Linked DNA regions of Gasterosteus aculeatus: region 1 is linked to region 2. The links are chromatin contacts, called in public Hi-C maps. All regions are on one chromosome and are shown on one strand. Each heading gives the region's core, a stretch centred on a gene start, on an enhancer-like site or on the middle of the called end of the contact. The rest is flanking DNA. Distances are from core to core; before and after follow the strand shown. Region 1 overlaps dbn1 (drebrin 1). Region 2 overlaps LOC120822276.

Region 1 (4,875 bases), core at 2,110-4,609, 58 kb after region 2:
TCCGTCTTCCCCACACCTCCCTGCCCCGTCGCGTGGCTTCCTGTCCCTGTTTTTCGCCCCGTGTGTTTTGTGCGTCGTCTCCGTGTCGTCTCGACCGCCAGGCCGCTTGGACAGCCCGTTCTTGAAGCAGCAGCACAGTCCCAGCGGCCCCAGTCCGACTCACCCGCCCCGGGGCCCGTCGCCCCTCCGCACCCCGCCACACGCACGGACGCAGCCCGCCGCTGCAGCCGGTAGGTACAGCACAGAACCGATAAACAGCAGCTGAAGAAGAGCCCCCCCCCTCGAGACCCCGATCCCCTCCAGAGACATAGAGGCTGGAGTGAAGAACTGCATGTGAAGGAAACAATGTGAGCGCTTGAGAGAATAAATTCTCTCAATCAGCTCATTTTTTGGTTCCACGTGCACGTTCCAGATCTCAGTTTTAGCTCCTCGTCTCCCTAGTCCACCCCACTTAGCACCCACACACCTTCACCCCCCCCTTTAGACCCCTTTAAACCCGCACACATCTGAGCACCAGCACCTTGAAACCAGCTCTCACCACCTGCCGCTGACTTTAACCCCCCCCATTTAACCCCCCCCAGCCCGGCCCTCCGCTCCTCCGTTCACCTGCAAATTACTGCTTTACGTTGCAGTTCAAGCCACCATTGAATTCAAGTTAAAGTTGTAAAAGGGAACTAATGTTTCTGCTTACAAGCATTCCTCTAAATGAAGTGTAGGATCCTCCTCGAACTTTATGGCTGGAACCCATAAAGCTGTTTGTCGGTTTGTGTTCTAGATGTTGAGTGTCGTCTTCATCCCTCCGATGTCGTCCAGTCAGCTGCTGATGTTGAATTTAATTTCTGTAAAATGTCTTTTCACTTTCTGGTATTCTAAATCAGCTCAAAGGTCATTTTAGGAGAAAGACGAAACTACGGAATCTCACTGTTTTTTTTTTTTTTTTTTTTTTATCACCTCCCTTCTCTTCTGACCCTCGATCTCACGCCTCTTCTGATCCGGGATCTGCTCCCCCCCCATCCACCCCCCCCTCTGTGCGCACACACTCAAATACACACTCCTCCTGCGGCTTTCGATCCCGACCAAACTGTGAGTGTTTGCGTGTGAACGCGACGCCGTCGAGCCGTCCGTCAGTCGCCACCGTCGCTTGTGGGCCTTTGACTGGTTCTTTGCCCTTTGACCTCCGTGAAGTTGATGTAGCCGTCATTGTGTTTAAGGAACATTAAAGGTGATGTTACGTTTTAGCCCATTAACTACACGCGCCGAACGCAACCTTTTCCTATGTTTTGCCTTCAGAAGGCTCAGACTTCCAGAACTTAAGTTTACAAAACATGACGTTGAAAGGCCGATAATCAAGAATTCTATTTTGGCTCTTTGTTGCATTTAAGTTTCATCCCTTTAGAATTCCCCAAATGCATCAAGATTTGGACATAAAAAAGGGGTAAATCAACACTTTTGCAGCAATAATGTAGCTACTGGGCAAAAACATGCAGACCTCCTTTGCTTTCTGCTGTGTGTGTCATTGCATGTCTTATGGGTTATGGGTGCCCCCCATATGACCCCCAGGTGGGCAGCTTCTTTTAACATTTACCACTTCCAGCAATTAGTCAGAGCCTCCAGAGGCCTTTTAACCACGAGGAGTAGTGAGCCGCCGAGCTGGATGTGCGTCACACACCTCAAAAGTGACACCGTTGTTTTCTCATCCGTGGCTCATTGCGCTCGCGTCCTTGTTGGAAATCTCGTTCTGTTTTTTTTTTTTTTTTTTTGAACAGGACGTTTGACTCCCAACAAGCATGAAATCATCCAAAACATCTGAGAGAAAGTGACGTTTTTCATCGTGGAGTCGAGTGTCGCCGTGTCTGTGTTTGTCCTAACGAGTCGCGTGTCCCCGGATGTGTCGTCAGCGTTGTGACCGTGACCCACGACGCGTCCATCCGCCTTCAGCGGCCTGACGCTGAATGCTCAGAGAGGCTGTTTGATCTGGTGGTGCTCGTGTCTCGTGTCTTGGTTACAACTAACCTGGAACGCACCGATTTGTGTCCTCTTGCGTCCTCGGTTTGTGCCGTTGGCGTCAAATTGGCAAGTGTCACGCGGCGATGCAACGCGTGTGCGGCCGTCACGGTTCTCTTACACTGCAATTCAGCCTCAACCGTTTGGCACGAGACCAACGCACGAGACGAGAACGAGTCTCACGCGTTGAGATTCAAAGGTCGTGGCAATCCGTCGGATGATTGTTTGAGAGAGAGAAGGCTTACAATGTGAAGGGAATCCAGGTGTTGGTCCGGCTTGGTCACGTCGCCAACTGGAGTCACAAAGAGTCCGATTGTGTGTGTGTGTGTGTGTCATTGGGAGGTCAGGTGACCTGATCTTGCCTCACTGGATTCATGATGTATCAACAAATAAACCCCCCTCACACCCTAAAGGCAGAATGAGAAGGATGTTTAGTTGGCGTCACGTATACTCAACCCCGGGGCCTTTAGCCTCACTGCAGATTTCTCTGCGCCGTTTGCATCACGTCCTCTCGGAATGCAAGCTTGGAATTCGGCACCCGGGCGGCGCAGCGTTTTTATCGAGGCTGCAGCCCCAAAAAAAAATCAAAAAAAAATCAGAAATGACAGTCAGACGGCACTCACTTGTCCCAAGTGATGATTAAGAGTGATTACTTTGTATGGAGCTTTACATTTAAGAAATCCTACTCGGTCTGCCTTTCAGTAGACTTTACTAAAATCATATTCATGTTCATAAATCCAAATCCTGGCATGTTTGGACAGTATGAACAGCCAAAGCCGAGTGGTGCCAAAGATGATCACTGCATTTGCTTCCTGAGTGTGATTATTTTTTGCTGAAGGAAGATTTTGGCGGATCACTTTTTTCTCGCCGCGCCTTTTTTCGACGTTGTGCCATTCTGTCCCTCCAGGGGACGATGATGGCGATGACGACGGTGAAGCAAGCACAGAGCGCAACATGGCCGCCGTGTCGCCCGTTCCGAAATTAGTCACCCCGTCCATCAAAGAGGACCTGTGCCTGGAGGAGGAGGAGGAGGAGGAGGACCGCAGAGACGAGTGGGGTGAGAGTCCACGCTGAAATCAAGTCGCCGACGCGTCCCGCGCGTGTTCTAGTTACAGAAATGCGATCGTCTCCACCAGATTCGGCGCCCAAAGCGGAACCGCAGAAGCCGCCGGTGCCGGAGTCGGCCCCCACCAAGCCGGTGCAGAGCGTGGCCCCGCAGGCCCGCGACTCCTCCGGCTTCTCCGTGTTGGAGTCCGGCCAGGACAGCCTGGTCGACCTGTGGGACACGAGCGCTGACCCTCCCCCCGACCGCTCCCGGTCCTCCCAGTCCTCCAATCTGGTGGACCTGATGGGGGACGTCGGCGTTCCACCCGGCGCCGCCAAACCTCAGCCCCTCCTCAGCTTCGACGACATGGTGGACGGCACCTTCTGCGCGGCCACCGCCGCCGCCGCCGAAGACGACCCCGCCAGCCTCGTGGACGTGATGGACTCTGACCAGATGACCCTGAGCTACCAGCATGCACTGCAGCACGCATCCGGGGACAAGAAGGAGCTGGAGGACGGACAGCGGCTGATGACCAATGGGGAGACGCTGCTGAAAGAAGGGACCCAGGTCGGAATGTTGGTCGGGGATCTATTTGAAAAAGACGCTTTCTGTCTTTTTCCGTCGTTAATAGTTTTCTTTCTCCGGTTCTTAAAGGCGAGTGAGGGCTACTTCAGCCAATCCCAGGAGGAAGAATTCGGCCAATCAGAGGAGTCCTCAGCTAAACCTGCGCCTGTCTTTTATAACAAGCCACCTGGTGAGATACTTAAATATTACAGTTTTGAGCGTATTCACCAGTTGCCCTCATGACTTCTGAGGAATGTGCTTTACTGCCGACGTCGTATTCTCATATCCGCTGCTCTTCATTTCGATTGAAATGAATAAAAGACGTATTTGTGTTTTCAGAGATTGACATTACATGCTGGGACACGGACCCCGTGGTCGATGACGACGACGACTGACTAACCAGCCAATCAGACGCCACCGCCGCCGGACCAGGAGGAAGGAGGAAGTAGGAAGTGCGCTTCATGAAGAAACTGAATTTTTTTTTTTTGTCTCCCTTTTTTTCTAAAAAACAAAAACAAGCAAAAAAAATGTAACAATAATAACGAATCTTGCATCAAAAGTACTTCTGTGTTGTCTTTTAGAGGAAAACAAAACAGTAGCCAAAAGAGAAAAAAAGAAAGGGTTTAAGTTATCGTTAAAGATGGTTTGAAGGGTCACGGTTATGGGCTTTTTCCTGTGTTTGTTATTTTATTTATTTCTTTTTTCTTTGCTATGCACATGTAATAGTTTTTATTTTGTGTAAATGATTAATTACACATTACCGTAGCGCACTGCTGCATATTAGCGACGTTGAAGCTCAGTGTGTGACAGGCAGCCGACACGCGTAGTCTGTAGTGCTTTAATAACACCCCATTAAACTAACGCAGTGGGTCATTACAGCTGTTACTTATATCTTCACTTCATTCTTCTCTCACCTGTTTCTCACCTCCCTCCTCCTCCATGCTGCCTTCCTCATACAAATATCCAGAAATTGTCACCTGTGCAAGTCAGTTAATCTTGTGTTTAGCCCTCACTTTATTGGAAAAGGGTGAAACATTTTATTTATTGTGGTGTGTGAACAGCCGATGGGACCCTGAAGAAATCTATTCAGCCGAACGGCGGCTCCGCTTCCTCCTTTTTTTTTCGCCTCCTTTTGTATGATTTAAAGACTGAATTCAAGATTAAATGGCTTGTAAATCTGGTTGCTTTTTTCAGTGCACTTATATTTCTGTTTCTTCCTCCTTGTAGATCAAACCCTCCGCTCCGCTTCTATAGAACGAATC
Region 2 (4,563 bases), core at 1,374-3,873:
GTTCCAAAGTTGGAATTTGCCACCGATAATCTTTGGTTAGTTTGGTTGTGGTTCAATCCGCCTGCGTCCTTCCCTCCCAGGAGAACGTGATGGGCAGTGTGGAGGTTGGCTGTGAGGGCAGCTGGCTCCCCGACCCCGAAGAGCAGCTGTTCCTGGACCAGCTCTTCGCCTTCATGGAGCGCTCCGGCTCGCCCATCAACAAAGTCCCCAACCTCGGCTTCAAGAAGAGTGAGTCTCTCTATTCTCGTTCACCTTTTAGTCTGTTTATCTCGCCTTTTCTCTCTCATCTGTATGCTCTTCTTTTCTGACCTTTATATTTGTCTTTCTTCCTATTTAGTTTTTTATTCTTTGTTACGTATGGTCTCTGTTTATCTCTGATTTTTTTTTGTTTCGTTTCTGTTCTTACTTTCCTTCTGTATTTCTTTCTTTCTTTCTCTTGTGGAAAGGTGCTCTTGACAGTTAAGAAATGCCACACAACCACAATTTCCACGTTGAGATTAGAAATGTTTCTCAAGAGGTCTGAAGTTACAGACCAATCACCTAAATCTGAAAGACAAGAAAAAAAAAATAGAATCATATAAACAATCAAGTGGTATCAAGAAACCAACTTTAGGAACAGCAGCCGATTGAAAGTGGGACTGCGTCAGAATGCGGATGGCTGCAGCTCGTCCTTCCTGCTCGGCCGGTTCCACGATGCTTGTTGTTCAGGGTTGACGTCTTATACCTGCTGCCAAACGCTCGCTCAGTTTACCATCAGAAGGTCTTATTTAAAATGATACATCTTCGCTTTTAAAACCACTTCCAGGGAACCTTTTTTACTTTATTTATTTTTGTATGGTTTTTAAGTTACAGGAATATTCTGTATTTGAACCTCAATATTCTCTGCTCTCCTTAAAGAGAAAATATTTGATTACATTAAATTCTCCCACACTACTCCACTCCTCCGGTGGCCGCCCGCATCCAGTTCAAAACACTGGTACTCACGTACCATGCTGTGACTGGATCGGGTCCAGTCTACATCCAGGACATGGTCAAACATCCCGACCCGCACTCTCCGCTCTGCATCTGCAAAACTGCTCGTCCCTCCCTCACTGAGAGCAAAACACTCGACTAGATCACGACTCTTTGCTGTCCTGCTCCTAAATCATGGAACGAGCTCTCTGGAGACACCAGGACCGCAGAGAGCCTTCACATCTTCAGACTAAAGACACACCTCTTCAGACTACAGTGGATTGACTAAATACATTAACAAATTGTAGCATTTACATTGTACTTGTAATGGTTCTTATCTATAGCACGTTGTAAATCGGCTCATTTGATAAAATTGCACTTTCTAGTTTGTTGTTCTTCTGAGTTTGTATCCTTATGGTTGAAATGCACTTATTGTAATTTGCTGTGGATGAAAGCGTCAGCTAAATGACATGTACTAGTAATGTAATAACGCTCCATTGATAATAAAACTGCATTATGTTAAAAAAAAAATTACATTTTACAAATATACATTGTGCGGACAACTCAAAATTTTAACACATCTTTATTAGAAATACAAATCCATGTTTATTTATATAATATATATGAAATATTTACACTTTTACTCTGCTGCCAGAAGCTTTTAAGCGTTTGATAATGTAAATATATGGCAGCTGTGAGGTTATCCTCCTTTTTTTTCTTTGTACCCACGCGGATTATTAACATTTAATTTGATTTTCAATGTTTTATTATATTTCAACGTCAGTCAAACCTTTATTAAAAACAGGAGGGTTCTTTTTCATCTGAATATTTATAAGCGGGGGGAGAATGAAATAGTGCTTGTTTAAATTACCTTGCAGGGTTTATCCAAACACATTTGTTTAGTTAAATGGAACGGGTTTTTTTCGGTGTTCCAACTTTTATCCGCCGTGGTTCATATTTGTTTCCAGTTGCCGAGTTCAAACATGTCCGCTTCTCTCCCCTTAGTTGACCTCTTCCTCATGTACTCTGTGGTCAAGCGGCTTGGTGGCTACAAAAGGGTGAGTCGCCTCGAGCTTTTTCACTTTATTTACCCCCTTCAACCTTCATTTAGGGGAAAAGTTTCATATTGTTTAGATTTCTATTTTGCATGAAATAATTGAAAGCACTTTAATGTAGGGAAGATGGATATTAAGCTGCCTACAGTAGCCAATTAGCTGAGCATTAATATAAATAAATATATGTTTTTTTGGTGCAATTTTAAAGAAATTAGTGAGTGAACTTTACAGTAGTTTGTTTTTTATTTTGTGCTGCCTTTGGAGCTGTTCCCTGTTTCCAGACTTTATGCTAAGCTAATTCAGCCTCATGTTTTCTTTTACATCAAACTCTGTACAGACAGCTTAAAGTAAAATAATTGATTAAAAACAGCTGGGGCCTGTACTTTTTTTAATTAGCCAACATTCAACTTTATCTTTCTGTGCACAATGAAACGGTGGAGTTCTGCCTTTGTGTTAATCAGTCATTTCCCAGCAGTCTCCAGTGAATAAACGCACAACAAAGTCCCCTTTCCCATCAATGTAAACAGGCAGACGGGACACCGCTCAGTGCGACGCTGTTCACAACAACAGGCCTGTTCAATCGCTCATTTCCTCCTCTGTACTGAGCTCAGCCTGGTACTCAACAATACTAATGACACACTGTGTCATGTGTGCAACTGTTTCAACACAAATTGCACCACTCACACGCAGCCAAAAGAAAAACATCAAGTCGAACTGGATTTTCAACCACGCAGACTAATTCTGAAAGAATGATCGCAGTCCCACCTGCTCCTCATCCGTTTTCATGTTTTCACATAGTTAAATTTTCTATTGTGTGTGTGTGTCGTAGGTGACATTGGACCGACTCTGGAAGATCGTCTATAACGAGCTGGGAGGATGCCCCGGCAGCACCAGTGCTGCTACCTGCACCCGGAGACACTACGAGAGGTCCGACAGAAACATTCGCCCCCTCGTGCAAAGTCCTGAGAATATAAACAAATCCTTCCGGCAAAAAAACGAAAGGTCCAAGTGTTAAAGTACAAGCACTTAGAATCCTACAACTGTGTCTGTCTCAGGCTGATGCTTCCTTATGAAGAGCACCTCAGAGCAGGAGGAGGAGGAAGAGGAGGAAGAGGAGGAGATGGAGGAGAAGCCGAAGCAGAAGAAGCAGAATTCAAAATCCCAGAATCCCCGATGCCTCTGAAGCCCAGAGGGATACGAGGAAGGAAACCACTTCAGAGAGGCAGAAAACCAGGACTCAAATCCAAGGACAAGAAGATGACGGCCCCTGCTGCTGCGTCCCGTGCTGTGAGTGAAGGACCAACTCAACCGTGCATTTGATTATAAAGCTTTCTTCCCGTCGTAGAAGTAGAGATTGTGGTGGAATTCTCCCCCGACAGAGATCAAATCCAGGATTTGATCTCTGTCTGAACTCATTTGAATCTGCCAATGTGCATCTTTTAACCTCATTAAACATTTTTCATTTAGAACTATGAGAAACTCTTAGGGCTGACAAACCCTTCATCTTACGCAGTATTTGGAGTAATGATGTGATCATGTTTTAGGAGTATATTTTGTTGGTTGGGAGTTACTTGCTCACCCATGACTCAAATCAATCCCCAGCAGGGATGATGTAAAAGCACAGAACTGGGCATCATCGGTTTGCGTCGCCAATAGACTTGGAACTTCTCAGCCTTCCCAAATGCTCTGCAGACCAAACCCAATTAGTTTGACAGATATATGAACTGCACAATAACACAGTTTGAATAAAACAAAGACGCCTTCAAGGCCATTGCTGGATTTCAAGGCAAAATATCTGCCTTCCTTCCCAGTACGAACCTTTTGTTACGTCAACTAATGATTAATATCACTCAATACCTAACAATGGGTATTTTATTTCGCTGCATGAACTCAGCGGAAAGTAACGGTCTGTTGTGAATTCGGCCAAGACAAAGAAAGGAGGGGAAATGTGTTGATATTGCTCTTTTTTTTTTTTTTTTTTTCTGGTAAACTCAATGAGTTGAACGCCATCGGTACACAGCAATAAGTAACATGTTCAGAATACAACAACATTCGAGTCACTGTCCTGGTCTCCCCGAGCAGATGGTGAACCCGGCTGGCGGCGCGGCGGTGAAGCGAGGCCGAGGCCGGCCGCCGGGAACACGCAACAAGGCCACACTGATCGCTCAGGCCAAGCTGGTGGCTCAGCAGCAGGCCAAAGCCAAAGCAGCAGCAGCAGCGGCAGCATCAGCAGGCGAGTCCACGCAGCATCCAGCCCGGGGGGAAGGAGCGCCGACGGCCAGCAGCGCGCACAGGGTAACACCTCAAGCCCCACGGTCCCACACCAGGACGAATAATCGTTTATCATTATTATCAGATGGATGTTTAAGCCTAATGCACATGAATGAATATTAACAAACGCTCTCCATGACCTCCTTGTTCTCCCCATCTCCTCCGTCCCCGCAGCCCGTCCACCCCGCTGTCCTCCCAGCCAACATGCCACTCACCCCCGACCTCTCCCCCATGTCCGGTCCCTTCCTCCCCTTCCTGCCCAAACCCAAGGAGCTGAAGCCGGACC

Evidence for each region. Hi-C and Micro-C count contacts between places; a contact is called where the count stands out from the background.
Region 1: a contact with region 2 is called in a Hi-C map of skeletal muscle, with 2.7 times the contacts expected there. The contact joins two enhancer-like sites. A contact is called at or near these places in 5 of 6 Hi-C or Micro-C datasets (liver, skeletal muscle, tail fin and 1 more).

The regions. Positions count from the first base shown.
Region 1 is chr7:29,246,807-29,251,681 of fGasAcu3.hap1.1, forward strand. It overlaps dbn1 (drebrin 1), which reads left to right. Exons shown (of 15, transcript XM_078106884.1): 12 at 2,912-3,061; 13 at 3,141-3,616; 14 at 3,704-3,803; 15 at 3,953-4,793. The coding sequence ends at 4,008. Among protein-coding and RNA genes, the nearest start is that of prr7, 23 kb to the right of the region's middle. Within about 2 kb of position 3,360, at least 1 of the 9 cell types and tissues checked has open chromatin away from gene starts, as enhancers often do.
Region 2 is chr7:29,189,673-29,194,235 of fGasAcu3.hap1.1, forward strand. It overlaps LOC120822276, which reads left to right. Exons shown (of 12, transcript XM_040181829.2): 7 at 81-228; 8 at 1,957-2,009; 9 at 2,836-2,933; 10 at 3,062-3,293; 11 at 4,089-4,301; 12 at 4,452-4,563. Among protein-coding and RNA genes, the nearest start is that of dbn1, 10 kb to the right of the region's middle. Within about 2 kb of position 2,624, at least 4 of the 9 cell types and tissues checked have open chromatin away from gene starts, as enhancers often do.